Linked DNA regions of Zea mays: all the other regions are linked to region 1. A link is a contact called in public Hi-C data. All regions are on one chromosome and are shown on one strand. The core of a region is the stretch at or near the end of the contact, and the rest is flanking DNA. Distances in the headings are between cores, read along the strand shown.

The links. Hi-C and Micro-C count contacts between places; a contact is called where the count stands out from the background.
Region 2: a Hi-C map of endosperm shows a contact between it and region 1, with 4 times the contacts expected there. The contact joins the promoter of LOC100281460 here to the enhancer-like site in region 1. A contact is called at or near these places in 3 of 25 Hi-C or Micro-C datasets (bundle sheath, endosperm and tassel).
Region 3: a contact with region 1 is called in a Hi-C map of leaf, with 8 times the contacts expected there. The contact joins two enhancer-like sites. A contact is called at or near these places in 4 of 25 Hi-C or Micro-C datasets (bundle sheath, endosperm, leaf and 1 more).

The regions. Positions count from the first base shown.
Region 1 is chr2:69,365,262-69,367,858 of Zm-B73-REFERENCE-NAM-5.0, reverse strand. No RefSeq gene overlaps it. Among protein-coding and RNA genes, the nearest start is that of LOC100284396, 72 kb to the left of the region's middle. Within about 2 kb of position 1,323, at least 18 of the 20 cell types and tissues checked have an H3K27ac peak or open chromatin away from gene starts, as enhancers often do. A contact at or near this core is called in bundle sheath, endosperm, leaf and 1 more, where this site is marked.
Region 2 is chr2:69,032,461-69,035,057 of Zm-B73-REFERENCE-NAM-5.0, reverse strand. It overlaps LOC100281460 (serine/threonine-protein kinase NAK), which reads left to right and starts at 1,282. Exons shown (of 5, transcript NM_001154378.3): 1 at 1,282-1,850; 2 at 2,257-2,459. The coding sequence starts at 1,655.
Region 3 is chr2:69,700,424-69,703,020 of Zm-B73-REFERENCE-NAM-5.0, reverse strand. No RefSeq gene overlaps it. Among protein-coding and RNA genes, the nearest start is that of LOC100282506, 110 kb to the left of the region's middle. Within about 2 kb of position 1,295, at least 18 of the 20 cell types and tissues checked have an H3K27ac peak or open chromatin away from gene starts, as enhancers often do. A contact at or near this core is called in bundle sheath, endosperm, leaf and 1 more, where this site is marked.

The DNA.
Region 1 (2,597 bases), core at 74-2,573:
ATTTCCAATGAACAATTTTAATTCAAGTTTCATGATTAAACAGTGTTACTAGTTGATAGACAATATTAATACAAAATTATTGCAACTGGAATGGGTCAATTTGGAGCAAAAATGGATGTTCTAGGAATTACACAAGTTCTAGAATTATTTTTGTGCTAAAAAAGTATTTTATTATTTGTTTTTCCTATTTTCTTAAGTCGCTGGACTAAGCACACTAATACATAGAAGCCCGGGGTTAAAATTACAAAAGCCTACCAAACTCAGACTACTCCCGCGGGGACTGCGGGTTGATTCATGAATATTTCAGGGGCTCTTTAGCTAAAGGTCACGGCGAAGGGGTATTGATAGACTTCGACCGTCCGATCAAATATCGAAGGCCGGGATTAGATCTTGGCTCACTGAACCGGTACGCAGCCCGCACTGTCCGATTCTGATCGGACGGTCATGATTTTAAAACAGTGCCGATGCTTCACTCGCGCAGGATCAAAATCGAACGGTCGCGATTTCAATTCCACCAAAGCGGTATCCCTGGGGTAATTCGAGCTGTCCATCAGACAACCAACGGCTCCTGTTCCCCCCCAATCAACAGTAGGACACGGTAGCGCTGGTCACCAGGGGCGGCGGCGCCATAGCCGGAGCACCGCGTTTTCGGTCCCAAGCGCACTATAGCAAAATCCGATAGATGCAATATGAAGAGGAGTAATCGGCGACACGGATCAAAGGTTACTCACCAAGGATTTAGCGCGCAGTCACCCCGACCATGACGTGGTGCGGATTTGCGGAGAGGAAATGCTCCGGTGGCAATCTGTTCCCCCACCACATCTGTTAGAGCCCACCACCTCCACGAACGTGTTCGACATGAGACGCGGTGTTCCTAGGCTATATGCCCCTGCCGAAGAGATGGCGATACCGGATTCTCCCCATGGCGCCCTCTCCAGCCTCTCTCTGCGTTTAGCTCAGGGCACAACCCGGTAGTTCCATGGCGCAAGAAGAGGGGCGAGTGTTTTATACTCAGTTTTGGCCGCTAACAACCCGCTACAATAGCGCAGCCGGCAAGAATTTCGGTCGCATTTTGTTGCCGCGCGCGCGGAGCTCAGACAGGGAGCCATGGCGCAGAGGAATTTGGCCAGACTGGTGGTCCCACCAGCAGAGACGCAGGGCCAGAACTCTGGATGAACGGGGATAGATGGGGCGACTGTGCGACCGCGGAGCTCTGCTCAGGAGGATAGAGCTAGGGCTGACATCCTAGTCCTAGTGTCAGCGACGAGCATGCCAGCCCGGGCGCGCGCGGTGGGGAGGCTGCTGCGTGGGCCCCACTTGACCGGCAACCCAGAACGCGCACAGCGTGGGAGGCTGGAGTGAGTTGGGGAAGTGGGTCGACCAGAGGACATATGTGGCCCAATAGCAGGTTGTTGCATTTTCTTTTCTTCTTTGTTTTATTTTCTGTTTTCTAAATTGAATTCAATTTTGAATCTGAGTTTGAATTGCCATTTCAAACAAAATGCACAATAAGAATCTATTATGTTGCAATTAATATATTTTTATTATTTATTCCATTTAGACAAATGCTCTCAAATATATACCTTTCAACATGAATAATCATATAAAGTATTTCACCACCCATTTAATGGTTTAAATACATAGCCAAAATTATGTATTTATCATAGTATCTCTCTCTTCCATCTTTTGCATTTTCAAACCCAAATTTCAATCTAGGGCTAATTCCTATTATCATCTTCTTTGTTGAATTTCCTACTAATATTATTTAAATGCACAAGAAAACAAAAACTCCAACATGATGCATAGAGTGTTTTATTAGATATTTGTTCTCTTAAATAAGGATATTCCCATATTGAAATGAGTAGATGGCAAAATATTCAAAGGAAATCCCTCACTTTATATTATTTACATTTTGAGTATTACAACTAGCCAATAGCTCAGGCTTTGATTCTTCTAGCTTCTTCTCTTAGGCTCTTTTGGTCTTATGTTAGACTTGTGCTGAGTATTTGTATGTCTTCTGAGTCTTTTAGGTCTTTTTTAGGTGTTGCTTCCTCATAGCATTAGTCCAATCTACTTTACGTCATGTGAACTATAAAACACAAACACTTGCAAATCATTAGTTCACCGATTATATTGATCATCAAACACCAAATTTACTTAAACAAATGGACCAGATTCTATTTTTCCTTACAATCTTTCAATGTAGACTCATTCGTATAAACTTTGTAGTTTCTTATGTGCATGAGACTCGGTAGTATGAATTTGGAATTGTATTGTATGGGTGTAACACACTAAGGACTTAATATTACATGACTATATAATTGGTAAAGTTATGTTCTATAAATATGAACTTGTATTTGTAAGAATTATGTGTATTGTGTGAATTCCTGTGCATTCTGTGTACCGTTAGAATTATGTGTATTCTGTGAGTATTGTGAAATAAACAGAAAACAAATTATATGAGCAAATAAGTGACTTATTTATGTTAGCTAAAAAAGCGTTGTAAATAAGTCTAGCTTATTTAACGTCGGTTAGCTGAAGCCGTCATAAATAAATCTGCGTTATTTATAACGGTTTTTTAAAAGCCGTTATAAACA
Region 2 (2,597 bases), core at 33-2,532, 330 kb after region 1:
TGTTGCATTTTTATGATTATGCTCTTAGGTAAGCTGTTAGGTTATTTGTTGTGGAACAGACACCTAGACTATTTATTGTTGATCATGATTTATATTCGGAATTTAATCTAAAAAATGCCTAATATTTCAACAACTTATAAGTATGGAATGAGGTAATTAGATGCTACATACAAAATGTAATTTTTATGGAGATGGAGAGTTAAATAGAGTCAAAAAATGAGAGTCCTTAGAGATGCTCTTTATGTATACAACCAAATAGCCCCCTTTATTTTCTGATTATGGCGGATTAAGGGTGGAGTTTTATTATGCACTTCAGTACCGATCGAAACAATAGGCGAACGGCGAGGTGTAATGAGAATAATTTATATCAAAAGAGCAATCGCGCGATTGATGGGAGTGAGAAAAGGAATGTAACGATACGTATGATCTCCTAGGTTTGACTGGATGATATGGGAGATTCAATTTCCTATATAACTACTACGTGATTACCGATTTTTAATATCTAATTATGCGGAAGGATTAATAGGTAGTCGATATTGAATGGGTCGCAGGGGTCTTCACCACGCCAGATACACAAATCTGTTTGCGTATTTTTAGTTAAAAATAAAATAGACTAAACATGTAGAATACAATAGATATTAATATATATATATATATATATATATATTTAAATAGGGAGAATCACTTATTATAGTGAGCAGATATAAAGAGGTGTTTGGTTTCTAGTAACTAATTTTAATTTCTTTATTTTATTATATTTTAGTCTTAAATTAACAAATATGAAAATCAAAACTATATTTTAGTTTTTATATTTAACAATTTATGACTAAAATGGAATAAAATAAAGAGACTAATTAGTCTATAGAAACCAAATATCTCAAGTCAACTGGACGGTTAAAATAATTAGTCGATACAAAATCAGTAGTACTCTGCAGCCACCTCAGACAAAAAAAAAGTAGCGCGTGTGAAAGAGCCGACATCTGATTTGGACATGGGCTGTACTCCATTTGCATGTTGCTGCTCAACAATTTATTCCTCAAACCATCAGTGCAATTGCTAGTATTCTGTTAATTCACATATAAATAGTTACTCCATCTGTTCGAAAATAATAATCGTTTTAATCCTTAATTTCTATGTCTATATTAAATGGATGATAAGATTCAATATTGTAATGCTAAACTTAAGGAACGTTTACTATCTACCATGGAAAATAACAGGCAAAAAAACATAACACGTGCTTGTTGGACACAGATATTTGTTTCAAAAGGGGCAACCTAGATCGCAGAATAATTTTCAGAAAATCCTTGTAAAGTGACAGTGAAGTCTCTCCTAACCTCCCGTTTCCGTCCCACGCTTTCCCGTTTCCGTCCTACCAACCCCATGGAGCCTGGACCTTGAGCCCGAGCATCCTGCCGTGCCTGCTCTGCTATAAGCAGCTGCTGCTGCCCAAAGCAGCCGACGCCACCGCCCACACGTCTCCTCCACCTCCCAATCCCCACTTGTTCGCCTCCCCCCGGCCTCCCTGATCCGTGCCGCCCTCCCCCACCCCGTCAACCAGGAGCGCAGCCGCTTGTCGGTGCGGAAATGCGGGTTCGTCTTGCGGCGCCGCGGTGAGCTATTGATTGCTGGTGGTAGCTCGCCCCGGGCACCGGCGATGGGCTGCTTCCCGTGCTTCGGCTCCACGCGCGAGGAGGAGCTCAAGTACTACGGATCCAAGGGCCCCGGCGGAGGCAATGGCGGTGGTGGGCGAGCGACCGCGTCCTCGTCCTCGTCCGCTGCAGCTGGTGGTGGAGGCGGCCGGGTAGAAGAGGCCGTGGTGGCGCCGCCGCGTGCTCAGAGGGGCCCCGCAGGTGCGTGTTGTTTATGCGCGTCTCCGTCTCTCCCTGAGAACTGGGATCCTTCCGCTTGGTTTGTTGTTGGGATCGGAACCGGATCCGGCCGAGGTTTGATGCTCCGTGTTAGTCTCTTCGCGGTGGTTGGGTTGGTACGAATGGAGCGGCTGATTCTTGTGCATGTTGATGTGATTGAGGGAAATGACAGGAACGATTCTGTGTTTCCTTCAGATCTTTTTACAGTATTATTAGAAGGGGGGAAAGGTATCGACTTGTATCTCCAAATTCAGAAACGTGATGATAATCCGTTGATTAGAGACCGGGATATGTTTTCTATTATGATTAGTATATTTGCTTGCTTGCTGAGTTGCTGGGGTATGACTGTCTTGATCTGCATGATCATGTAGACAATGCATATGTGCAGGGGCCGACAAGACACGAGCTAAAGGCAATGCTGGCTCGAAGAAGGAGCTTTCAGTACTCAGGGACGCCAGTGGCAATGTCATCTCTGCTCAGACCTTCACCTTCCGCCAGCTTGCAGCCGCAACGAAGAACTTTAGAGATGAATGCTTCATTGGGGAGGGAGGGTTTGGGCGCGTTTACAAGGGCCGCCTTGACATGGGCCAGGTAATGAGCTTTGTTGTCAAAACGGGGCCTCGACTTTTCTTGTTTCATGCTGTTGGACTAGTACAAAAGTGGCTCAGTCGTACCAATGGCGTCATTGATCTCTCTAGGACATTCAAGAAAAAGCAGTGTTTGCACATG
Region 3 (2,597 bases), core at 46-2,545, 340 kb before region 1:
CCCTTCTATCTTCATAGCCAATTAATGGAGTATTATTAGTCGATTAATCCATAAACAAATAGGAATGTGCATCCCATGCTTAAGATTATGTTAGGATACATTTTATTCAACCTCAAATTATAAATGAAAATAGAAAACAGAAACTGAGTAAAAAGAAAGAAAATGATTTCTTCCATAATTGAATAATAGGAAGGAAAAAATAAAATAAAAATATTACAAATAGTAGTATTGATGATCACTTTAAGACATATGTTAGGGCATTTTCTTTATGGAGATCATAAAATATAAAACTATTGTTCTTGAGATAAATATGTGGGAATTACACATTTAAAAGGCAATGATAAATAGAATAATAAATAAAATAATATCAACATTGCATATCATATAGAGTTGATTGCACCAGGAACTTTTGGGCATGAAACCCCAAGCTAGAATCTAAATCCAAATTAGAAAAATCTGAATTTGAATTTAAATAGAAAAGAAAAAGGAGAAGGTGTGGTTTTCATAACTGAAAACATTTTAGCATAAATAAATAAACTAAACAATTATGTTTTACTGGAAGTTTCTGAAATGTGCATTTGAATTTATAATAGAAATTCGAATTTTTTAGATTTAAATTAGAAAACAACGAAGAAAATAGAAATAAAGAAAAAGAAAAGATAACCCAATGGGGCATGCCAGCGCGTGGGCCGAATTCGGATCCTTGGCTCGGCCTAGTGTCTGCCACCCACTGCGCGCTTCCCCTCCATGTGCCGCTGCATTGTGGGTCCCTCTGCCCAGATCCACTCACCTGTGCGCCTCGCTTACGTGTTGGGCCCCTCGGCCGGCCACCATCTGCACTTGGGTTGGCTCCTCTCGGAGGCACTGCCAGGTGGGACCACTTCGTTAGTCAAACACCCAAACTCTGTAGATCTTCTTTCCCCACTCTCCAACTCGCCCTTGCGCGCTTGCCTTAGGGCATGTACAGTGGAGAGACACCAAAACGGTTCTCAAGCACAGGAGACAACTAAGAGACTCTATTGTACAATGGAGTGTCTCTAAATATAGTCTGTTAATAAATACAGAATTAAATGTATTTGTATAGCATCAGATCGATAGAACAGACGACAAATTCGTACAGTGGGAAGTGAGGTGTCTGTTGTTACTTGGTTTACGAGCCAGAGGCGTCTCTTCACGGAGAGACGGCTATAAGATTTTTTTGCAAATAACCCCCTAAAACACCTTAAGAGCCACCACATTAAACACCACTGTACATGCCCTTAGACCCATTGAACCGCTAACTGGTGGGGCCGGGTCATCAGGGTCGTCTTCCGGTCGCTATGCGGTGGGGCCGAGTCATGAGGAGCGTCTTCCCAACAGACTTCGCCGATCTCCCGCCTGTGAATTCCGCATCTCCCTCAACCCTCTTCCCCTTTTTCCCGAGCCACTACATGATCCTCCCGGGTACTTAAGTCAGCTCCCCATACTCCTCTGCATCTCGTCCCGCTAACGTCGCGCGATCGTGAGAGCTGAGAGCCTCCATGGGGGAGAGCACAGAGGAAGTCGCTCCGTGCCGCCATCGATTGTGAGTTGCTGGTTGGCTGGGAGATAAGGTTAATCACTGGCCCGTTTGGATGCTTGGCATTGCGTCGTGGGATTGGAACGACCTCTGGCGCTGTCGCAATTCCTCATCAGAAGTTGGGATCCACCATGGATCGCATGTCCCTGTGGGAAAGGAATGTTGCAGCCTAACCATCGGTAAGTAGTCCTCATCTGAGTCTGCCTTGTCCTCCTCGTCGCGTGGCACCGGTAGAATTAGAGCTTAGGGCATCGGTTCATGGGTGGCTTGTCGCCGGTGCGCCCTTCGGGCGGCGCCGCTGTGTTTGGTCTGCGGTAAGGAGAGATGGGTAGGGGATCGCGTCGTAGCCGTTGGATCAGGTATCAACCATGGCGATTAGATCGATCTCTTACCGGTTCGTGGTGTTGTGTGAGCCGTTGATTTTGGATCGATCGGGCGACTGGCGATTTCTGTTATTTAGGATCTCAGCCGTTGCTCTCAGATATTACGGCCACCGGGGTCTACCAGTTCTGATTAGATCTTTGGCTGTCCGAATCTAATCCAACGACCGAGCTCACTTCATACCCCTTCACGCGGCAAATTTTATGAAGAGCCCCTCTGTTTGGTTATAATAAACCCGCCATCCTTATTATAATTAAAATAAATAGGGTTTAATTGGATATTTGCAGATTCACCCCTGGACTAATTTTAGGGTATAAAAATTTGGTCCATTCAAGTCGCGCTAGCTTCATGTGAATATTTATTATGCAGTAAAAATATTAATTATACCATATTGCATATTTTATAGTTAGATATTTATTTATCCTATGTCTACTAGATTAACTTTTCTAAACCAAAGCTAACCTATCCATAATTATAATTTGATTAACATAAGATCTTTAGTCAAGTTATAATTAAGATTAAGGTTGAGTTAATTATTCATAGAATATTCTCTCATATGGTGTATACTAATCAATTTATAATATAGTTTAATATTTGGACCACATAGATCTCCCATAAATCATAACTCTGTAACCATAACTCCGATCTTTGCGGTTCT